Linked DNA regions of Callithrix jacchus: region 1 is linked to region 2. A link is a contact called in public Hi-C data. All regions are on one chromosome and are shown on one strand. The core of a region is the stretch at or near the end of the contact, and the rest is flanking DNA. Distances in the headings are between cores, read along the strand shown.

Region 1 (3,960 bases), core at 1,308-3,807, 51 kb before region 2:
CCATACCAATTAACAGTCACTCCCCATTTCTTCCTTACCCCCAACTCTTGGAAACCACTAATCTACTTTGTTTCTCTATAGATTTGCCTATTTTGGATATTTTATATAAATGGAATCATGTAATATTTGGCCCTTTGTGAATAGCTTATTTCACTTAGTATAATATTTTCAAGGTTCATTCATGTTGTGGCATGTTTAAGTTCTTCATTCTTTTTTATGGCTTCATAATGTTCTACTGAATGGATACACCATATTTTATGTATCCATTCATCAATTGATGGGCATTTGAGTTGTTTCTATTTTTGGTCATTGCGAATATTGCTGTTCAAATATAAACATTTGTGTGAACATATACTTTCAATTCTCTTGGAGTAGAATTGTTGGGTCACAGGGAAACTTTATGTTCAATTTTTTGAGGAACTGCCAGACTATTTTCTAAAGTGGCTGCTGCACCATTTTACATCACTGCCAGCATAGTGAGAGGGCTCCAATCAGTCCACATCCTTGACAACACCAGTAATGGGCTTTCTTTTTTTATATAGCTTCTTGTGGATGTGAAGTCGTCAATGGACCATCAACAAATGAGTGAGTGGCAAGCTGATGGATGGATGGATGGATGGATGGATGGATGGATGGATGGATGAATGGATGGATGGGTGGGTGGGTGGATGGATGGATGGATGGTTGAATGGATGGGTGGATGGATGGATGGATGGATGGATGGATAGATGGATGGGTTGATGGATGGTTGGATGGATGGATGGATGGATGGATGGATGGATGGATCAATGGGTGGATGGATGGGTAGATGGATGGATGGGTGGATGGATGGGTAGATGGATGGATGGGTGGATGGATGGATGGATGGATGGGTCAGTGGGTGGATGGATGGATGGATGGATGGATGGATGGATGGATGGATGGATGGATGTGTGGATGGGTGGATGTGTGGATGGGTGGATGGATGGACATATGGGGGTAGATGTCTGACCCTGAGCTCTGAGCTCTGATTTTGGTGGGAGAGCCTGCTCTCCTGGGGACCTGCATCAAGTAGAGACATAGCAACTGCAGCCTACCCTTTACCATGCCTTTGTTCTCGGTGGCTCTTAAGCACACAGGTGATCGGGATTCCTCTAAGCCCATGGAAGGCCCTGGAGGGGGGCATTCTGGATGGCACAAGCTCTATTACTCATCAGTTTCAGTTTCATCTGTGAAATGGAAGGAGAAAGAGAAAAGGTATACAAGTTTCTGCATAGGGTGTGGTACATTGCAGGTCTGCAATAAATGGGAGTTTCCTTTTTCCAGTCTGTTTCTCATCCAATGTGTACATAAATGCCCCTCCACTAATTATCTACTGGAAAAGAGCTTGAGAAATGAGATACTGGAAAGGGTGGAGTTCAGGGAAACCAGGCAAGAGATTTATATATGGCAGGAAGCTGCAGCAGGTCATTAAGTGTGTGGGAGTCACAGAGCAACCCCAGGAGGATTGTCACAGGTGTCAGAAGGGGATCTCCTCCTAGCCATTTGCATCCTCAAGCACCACCTTACTGTCAGGAAGACCTGAGCCTCCTAATTAGGCCTTTGGATGGGCAGGGGAGAAGGCAGCATCTAACTAGTGCTGATCTGAAATCAACTGCAGGTCCCCACACAAACCCCACAGAAGGGTGAACCAGATTCCAAGGCAAATGAATTGTATCCATTATGCCAACCTTCATAGACAAGGAATGGCCGCTCAGAGCCTCGCAGCAAGAGGGATGTTAAAGTTCTGTGTTTTTAAGGCTCAGTGGGAAAAAGTAGCCACCCACATCTGCCCTGGGCAGATGACCAATGACCCGTATTTACTGCCTCTGTTCTACACCAGTATAAGATTAGCTGTCTGTTGGGTAATTTCAATGTAAATAGTTTGTTACTTGGGGCAGTTGAAAGGTCCGGATGAAAGAAGAGGGGATTAAAATAAATTGCTGGACGTGGGAGTGGCAGCAGCGGTGCCCACCTGAGGCTCCAGGCGGCAATGAGTGTTGAGTGCTTAGTTTATGGAGTGCTCAGCGGAAGTTGTCACTACCCTCTTATGAGAGGCCAGCAGCACCATGAGCCAGGCCCACTTTGGGAAGATTCTTGGCTCTTTGTGTGACTCAGCTTCTTCAGGGGACAATGGCGACATATGTCACAGGGCTGCTGTTTATCTTGCCAAACGATGTCATGCACGTGGATGAAAAAGGGAATGTGGGAAATACCTGCTCTCAGTCTTGCCCGAAGTGAAAACTAAAGCCTGCAGTGGGTTGAGAGAGGTGGAGAAAATGTGAGAAAAACAGCAGCTCTGTGACTGCAACTTTGCCCCAGGTCCTGGTTGTGTCTTTAATTCCACATCATTTATCTTGTCTTGAGTACGTAACTGCTATCCAGAACTCCTCTTCAGCCCATCTGCCCTGGCCTGGGCTACTTCTGAGGGGTTTCCTGGGCCTGTCTCCCTGCTGTGTATCATGTGACCCCCTCCAGTTGCCTGGACAAGGGTGGGCACGTCACCAGGGGCAGCCAGCAGCCTCAGAGGTAGCCCAGTGGACCCTCAGACTCTGCGGGTTTGAACTGGAGACAGAGGAGGAGCAGTTGGTAGGAGGGCTGATATCCAAAAGCACCCCCAGAGAGATAACAGATGGAGCAGAATGGCACGCAGAAGCAGCCTGCAGGGGGGTGCGCAGGGCAGGTTGCTGCAGGAGGAGCAGGGACCGAGGGGTTTAGCTCCGGACCAGGACGCCACAGCCTGGCAGGGTGGAGAGAACCCAAGCCCTAAAGAACTGCCTTCAGGGTCCCAAACTCTCCCCAGGCTGCACGATTCCTGCCAAGTGGTCCAGCTTCCTTATTGCCCAAAGTATTTTACCATAACCTCTTGTTCTCTGGAGGAAACCATGTGAGGGACTTTCATTTTTGCAGCTTGGTGACAGAGCCTGGCACAGACACTATTGGTTAATTGAGGAAGTCTGCTGTTTTATGGCACACTGAGAGCAAGCAGTATGCAGGGATTGAGGAAGGAGAGGCGTATGGACGATGATAAGGGACGACCCTGGAAAGCACCCTGATACGGCACTGGCTGGGGTTCTGAGAAAGCTGATAACTTTGCCGAATTTCGTTGGAAAGGCTATCAACCTTTTATAACCCTATAATGACTTTATCAAACCACTGCTTTTATGATCTCTTGGTGAACCCATCAGTCCACCTAGAACGTGGAGATTCCTGGGTTTTCTCCCCATGAGGTGAGAGAGGTTGAATCACTTGCATGAGGTTACATGGCAATTACCACCTAACTCAGGGACTCCTTCAGGGAGATCCTCAGGTCCCCTGTCCGTCTGAATATACTTATCCCCATGTAACTCAGAGTGTCAAGAGGATGAAGGAGGATTCCTAGGACAAGTAGCACCTAAACACGGTTTGGTGGTTTTTTTTGTTTTGTTTTAAGACAGGGTCTCACTCTGTTGCCCAGGCTGGAGACAGTGGTGTGGTCACAGCTCTCTGCAGCCTCGACCTCTTGGGCTCAACTGATCCTCCTGCCTTAGCCTCCTGAGTAGCTAGAACTACAGGTGCATGCCACCACACCTAGCTAACTTTCTTTTTTTTGGTAGAGATGGGGTCTAGATTTGTTGCCCAGGATGATCTCAAACTCCTGGGCTCAAGAGATCTGCCTACCACAGCCTCCCAAAGTGCTGGGATTACAAGTGTGAGCCATCACACCTGGCCTGAGCATCTTTTTACATCCTTGTGTATCTTCCTTGGTGAAGTGTCCATTCAAACCTTTGCTCAATCTCTAAATTTGTTTCTTTTTTCTATTCTTTTCCTCTTCTTCTTCTTCTTCTTCTTCTTCTTCTTCTTCTTCTTCTTCTTCTTCTTCTTCTTCTTCTTCTTTCTTCTTCTTCTTCTTCTTGTTTTATTTAGATAAGGTCTCCTCTGTTGCCCAGGCTAGAGTGCAGT
Region 2 (3,917 bases), core at 1,025-3,524:
CAAGGAAACAGGCTCAGAGATCCTCACTTGCTGCAGAACAATAGCATTTGAATCCCAGTCTGTGTGACTGCAAAGCATGTATTCCTGCCACCAGGGGAGGTGCAAAAACTGGCCCCCAAGGTACCCCAAAATCAAGCTGGGCCCAAAGGCTATCAGGCCATGGAGGCCAAAGGGAACTTCCATCTCTCTTCCTCAGAGGAAGCTGCTTTCCCCAGGGTGAGATCTCTGCATGGGCTTCACAACAGGGAGGAATAAGTAGGGCTTCTCCAGATAGCCACACAGGGAAGGGAAGGGAGTTAGTAGAGAGAGTGGCTTCAGGAAATCCACCAGGTTGGATGCAGAGCATGGGCCGCTGTTTGCTTTTGACCAGATATTCACCCTTGAGAAGCAACCTAAGATTCAAAAAGAACTTGCACTGGGTACAATGGCTCACCGCTGGGTGCGGTGGCTCATCCCAGCACTTTGGGAGACTAAGGCAGGCCTCCCAAAGTGCTGGGCCACCTGAGGTCACAAGTTCCAGACCAGCCTGACCAACATCAGAGAAACTAAAAACACAGAATTAGCCAGGCATGGTGGTGCATGCCTATAATCCCAGCTACTCGGGAGGCTGTGGCAAGAGAAATGCTTGAACCTGGGAGGTGGAGGCTATAGTGAGTCCAGATCACGCCACTATACTCGTCTCAAAAAAAAAAAAAAAAAAAAAAAAAAAAAAAACTGGCACCTTCCTCCCCTGTCACTCCCAACCCCACACATCCTCCTGCTCCTCTTTGGGAGCCCCCTCAGCATCCACCTCTGGGATGCCCTCCCTGACTCCCTAGACAGCTATCTGCTCCCTTCTCCATGTTTCCACAGCCCTCTGTGGCTACTGCTACCTCCACTTTTTTTTTTACTTTCCATACTATATTTGTATGAATTTTAGCTAACTTTCTATTTGGAAATGATTTCTCACTTACAGAAGGTTGTGGTAATATATAAAGAATTCCTACCAGAATCACCAATTGTTAATATTTTGCTACACTCGCTTTATTGTTCTCTTTCTCTATGTATACGTTTTTTCAGAAGCATTTAAGAGTAAGTGCAGACACACTGCCCTTGCCCCTAAACATCCCTGTGTGTATATCCTAATGACAAGGGCGGTCTCTGACACGACCACAACAATTAAATTTGGAAGACTTAATATTGACACACTATGATCTAGAGCCCATATTCCAATTTCATGCACTGCCCCAGCAATAGTCCTTTTTTTTTTTTTTTTTTGTGAGACAGGATCTCACCTGTCACCTAGGGGAGAACGCAGTGGCACAATCACAGTTCACTGCAGTCTTGACCTCCTGGGCTCAAGCAATCCTCCCATCTCATTTGTTAATTTTTTTTGGAAACAAGGTCTTAGTATGTTGCCCAGGTTGGTCTTGAACTCCTGAGCTCAAACAATCTGCCTACCTCAGCCTCCCAAAGTGCTGGGATTACGGGCGTGAGCCACCACACCCATAATCCGTAATATTCTTTTTTTTTTTTTAATTTATTTTTATTTTATTTATTTTTTTTTTTTTGAGACGGAGTTGCGCTCCTGTTACCCAGGCGGGAGTGCAATGGCGCGATCTCGGCTCACCGCAACCTCCGCCTCCTGGGTTCAGGCAATTCTCCTGCCTCAGCCTCCTGAGTAGCTGGGATTACAGGCACGCGCCACCATGCCCAGCTAATTTTTTGTATCTTTAGTAGAGACGGGGTTTCACCATGTTGACCAGGCTGGTCTTGAACTCCTGACCTCAGGTGAACCACCCACCTCGGCCTCCCAAAGTGCTAGGATTTACAGGTGTGAGCCAGCACACCCGGCCCGTAATACTCTTTACAGCTATTTTTTTTCGGGTCTAGGATCCAATCTGGAATCACACATTACATTTAGTCACCATGTCTCTTGAGTTCTCTAATCCAGAACACTCTGCCTTTCTTTGTTTCACGACACTGACATTTTTGATGAGGACAGGTCAATTAATTATGTGGTGGATGGCCTCTCGATTATACCTGATGTTTTCTCAGGATTAAATTCAAGTTGTGCACTGTTGGCAGGGATGCCTTTGAGATGATGTCGTGCTTCACAGTCTATTTTAACTACCCGCTTAGCTGCCTCATGCATGCCCTAGAACAGCTAGTGTGCTGGGTGATGCACCCTCTGTTTCCTGGACAGAGAGGAGCTGGGCAGCCCAGCACTGGTTTCCTGTGGCTCTTACCACACTGCCACTTCACCACCATCGGAGAGACTAGCCCCATGCCCTGGCCTCTGACCCACGCCCCCAAGCCTGCCATCGGAGGCAGTCCCAGACCCGGTGGACCCAGCTCACACCTGCCTGATGGCATGCTTGTAATGCTGCTGGATGCCCTTGGTCGGCAGCTGCCGGCAACAGCGCAGCAAATATCGGTAGAGCTGCAGTGGCTTCTGAACCAGTTCTGCCCCTGGCAGCGGGGCCATCTGTGAGACCCTCTGTCCCTGGAAAACAAGGAGCATCACTTCTTCTAGGGCACCAAGCCAAGTTCTAGACTCAGCTCTGGCCCCCAGGTCCCAGCACTCTGGGAAGCTGGCATGGTTGGTACAGAGGCCCAGTGCCCCTCCTGTCCCACCCCATGGAGCCTGCATCTTGGGCTGGGCTGGGTGTTTAGCCCTGCAGAAGCCCCAGCCCAGAGCAGGCCCGCAAGGACCAAGAGTGAGTGTGGAGGGAAATATACAGCCTCATCCCTGGCGTCTTCTTTCTGGCACTCAACTTCAGGTGGTGTGTGAGTAGGTGTCCCTCACAGGCAGGGTAGGGGAGACAAGCAGGAAGACCCTGAGGGGCAATCACTAGGAAACCAGCTCTGACATTAGCCATGGCTGGCAAGAGCACAGGCCACGGAGGGGAGAATGCCCACAGGCCTGAGCCTCGAAACTCAAAGTATGCTCCTGAACCAGCAAAACCCACAGCAGCGGGAGTTTGTCAGAAATGCAGTCTCAGGCCCCATCCCAGGCCCACCAGATCAACCTGCATTTTAACAAGGATGCCAGGAGATTTGCATGCACATTTTAAAGTTTGAGAAGCATGAATCTAGGGGGCTCTGTACAAAGACACTGGACAGAGTCATCATGGTACACCCAGAGCCTGGGCACATGACTTCATTTTACTATGAGTTATGATCAGAATCACAATGGGCTGGATGAGGTGGCTCACACCTGTAAGGTGGGCAGATCACTTAAGGTCAGGAGTTCAAGACCAGCCTGGCCAACACAGTGAAACCCTGTCTCTACTAAAAATACAAAATTAGCCAGGCTTGGTGGTGCACGCCTGTAATCCCAACTACTCTGGAGGCTGAGGCAGGAGAATCGCTCTACCCCAGAAGTGGAGATGGCAGTGAGCTGAGATTGAAACACTGCACTTCAGCCTGGGCAATGCAGCAAGACTCCATCTCAAAAAAAAAAAAGAATCACAATGAGCACTTGTTTGTCTCTATTTACATGTAATTAATGCACACATAAGAAAACCAGGCACAGAGAGGTCTGGCAACCTGCCCAAGATCACACAGCTGATAAAGGTGGAGCTTGGATTTGAACTCGGACAGAGTGGCCCCAGAGTCTTATTCTAAAAAATAAATAAATAAATAAAGGCTGTATTGAGGTACAGTTGACATATAGCCAACTTCATAAAGTATATAATTTTGTAAGTGTAGCCACAGGTACACACTGGAGAAGTGAGCACTATAATCAAGACAGTAAACATATCCATCATCCCCAAAAGTTACCGCATGCCTTTTGTAATCCCTCCCTCACGCCCTCTCGACGTCCCCAACCCTAGGCAGCTACTGCTCTGCTTTCTATCACTAGAATTGTGCGCATTTTCCAGAGTTTCGCATAAATGGAATTACACAGCATACTCTCTTTGTGTCTGCAGAAC

Evidence for each region. Hi-C and Micro-C count contacts between places; a contact is called where the count stands out from the background.
Region 1: a contact with region 2 is called in a Hi-C map of induced pluripotent stem cells, with 3 times the contacts expected there. The contact joins two enhancer-like sites. A contact is called at or near these places in 3 of 3 Hi-C or Micro-C datasets (induced pluripotent stem cells and skeletal muscle).

Annotation. Positions count from the first base shown.
Region 1 is chr5:105,722,233-105,726,192 of calJac240_pri, reverse strand. It overlaps LYRM9 (LYR motif containing 9), which reads right to left. Exons shown (of 6, transcript XR_013535816.1): 6 at 1,077-1,208. Among named protein-coding and RNA genes, the nearest start is that of NOS2, 11 kb to the left of the region's middle. Within about 2 kb of position 2,557, at least 2 of the 16 cell types and tissues checked have an H3K27ac peak or open chromatin away from gene starts, as enhancers often do.
Region 2 is chr5:105,670,673-105,674,589 of calJac240_pri, reverse strand. LYRM9 (LYR motif containing 9) reads right to left here. Exons shown (of 6, transcript XR_013535816.1): 2 at 2,346-2,485. Among named protein-coding and RNA genes, the nearest start is that of LYRM9, 13 kb to the right of the region's middle. Within about 2 kb of position 2,274, at least 3 of the 16 cell types and tissues checked have an H3K27ac peak or open chromatin away from gene starts, as enhancers often do.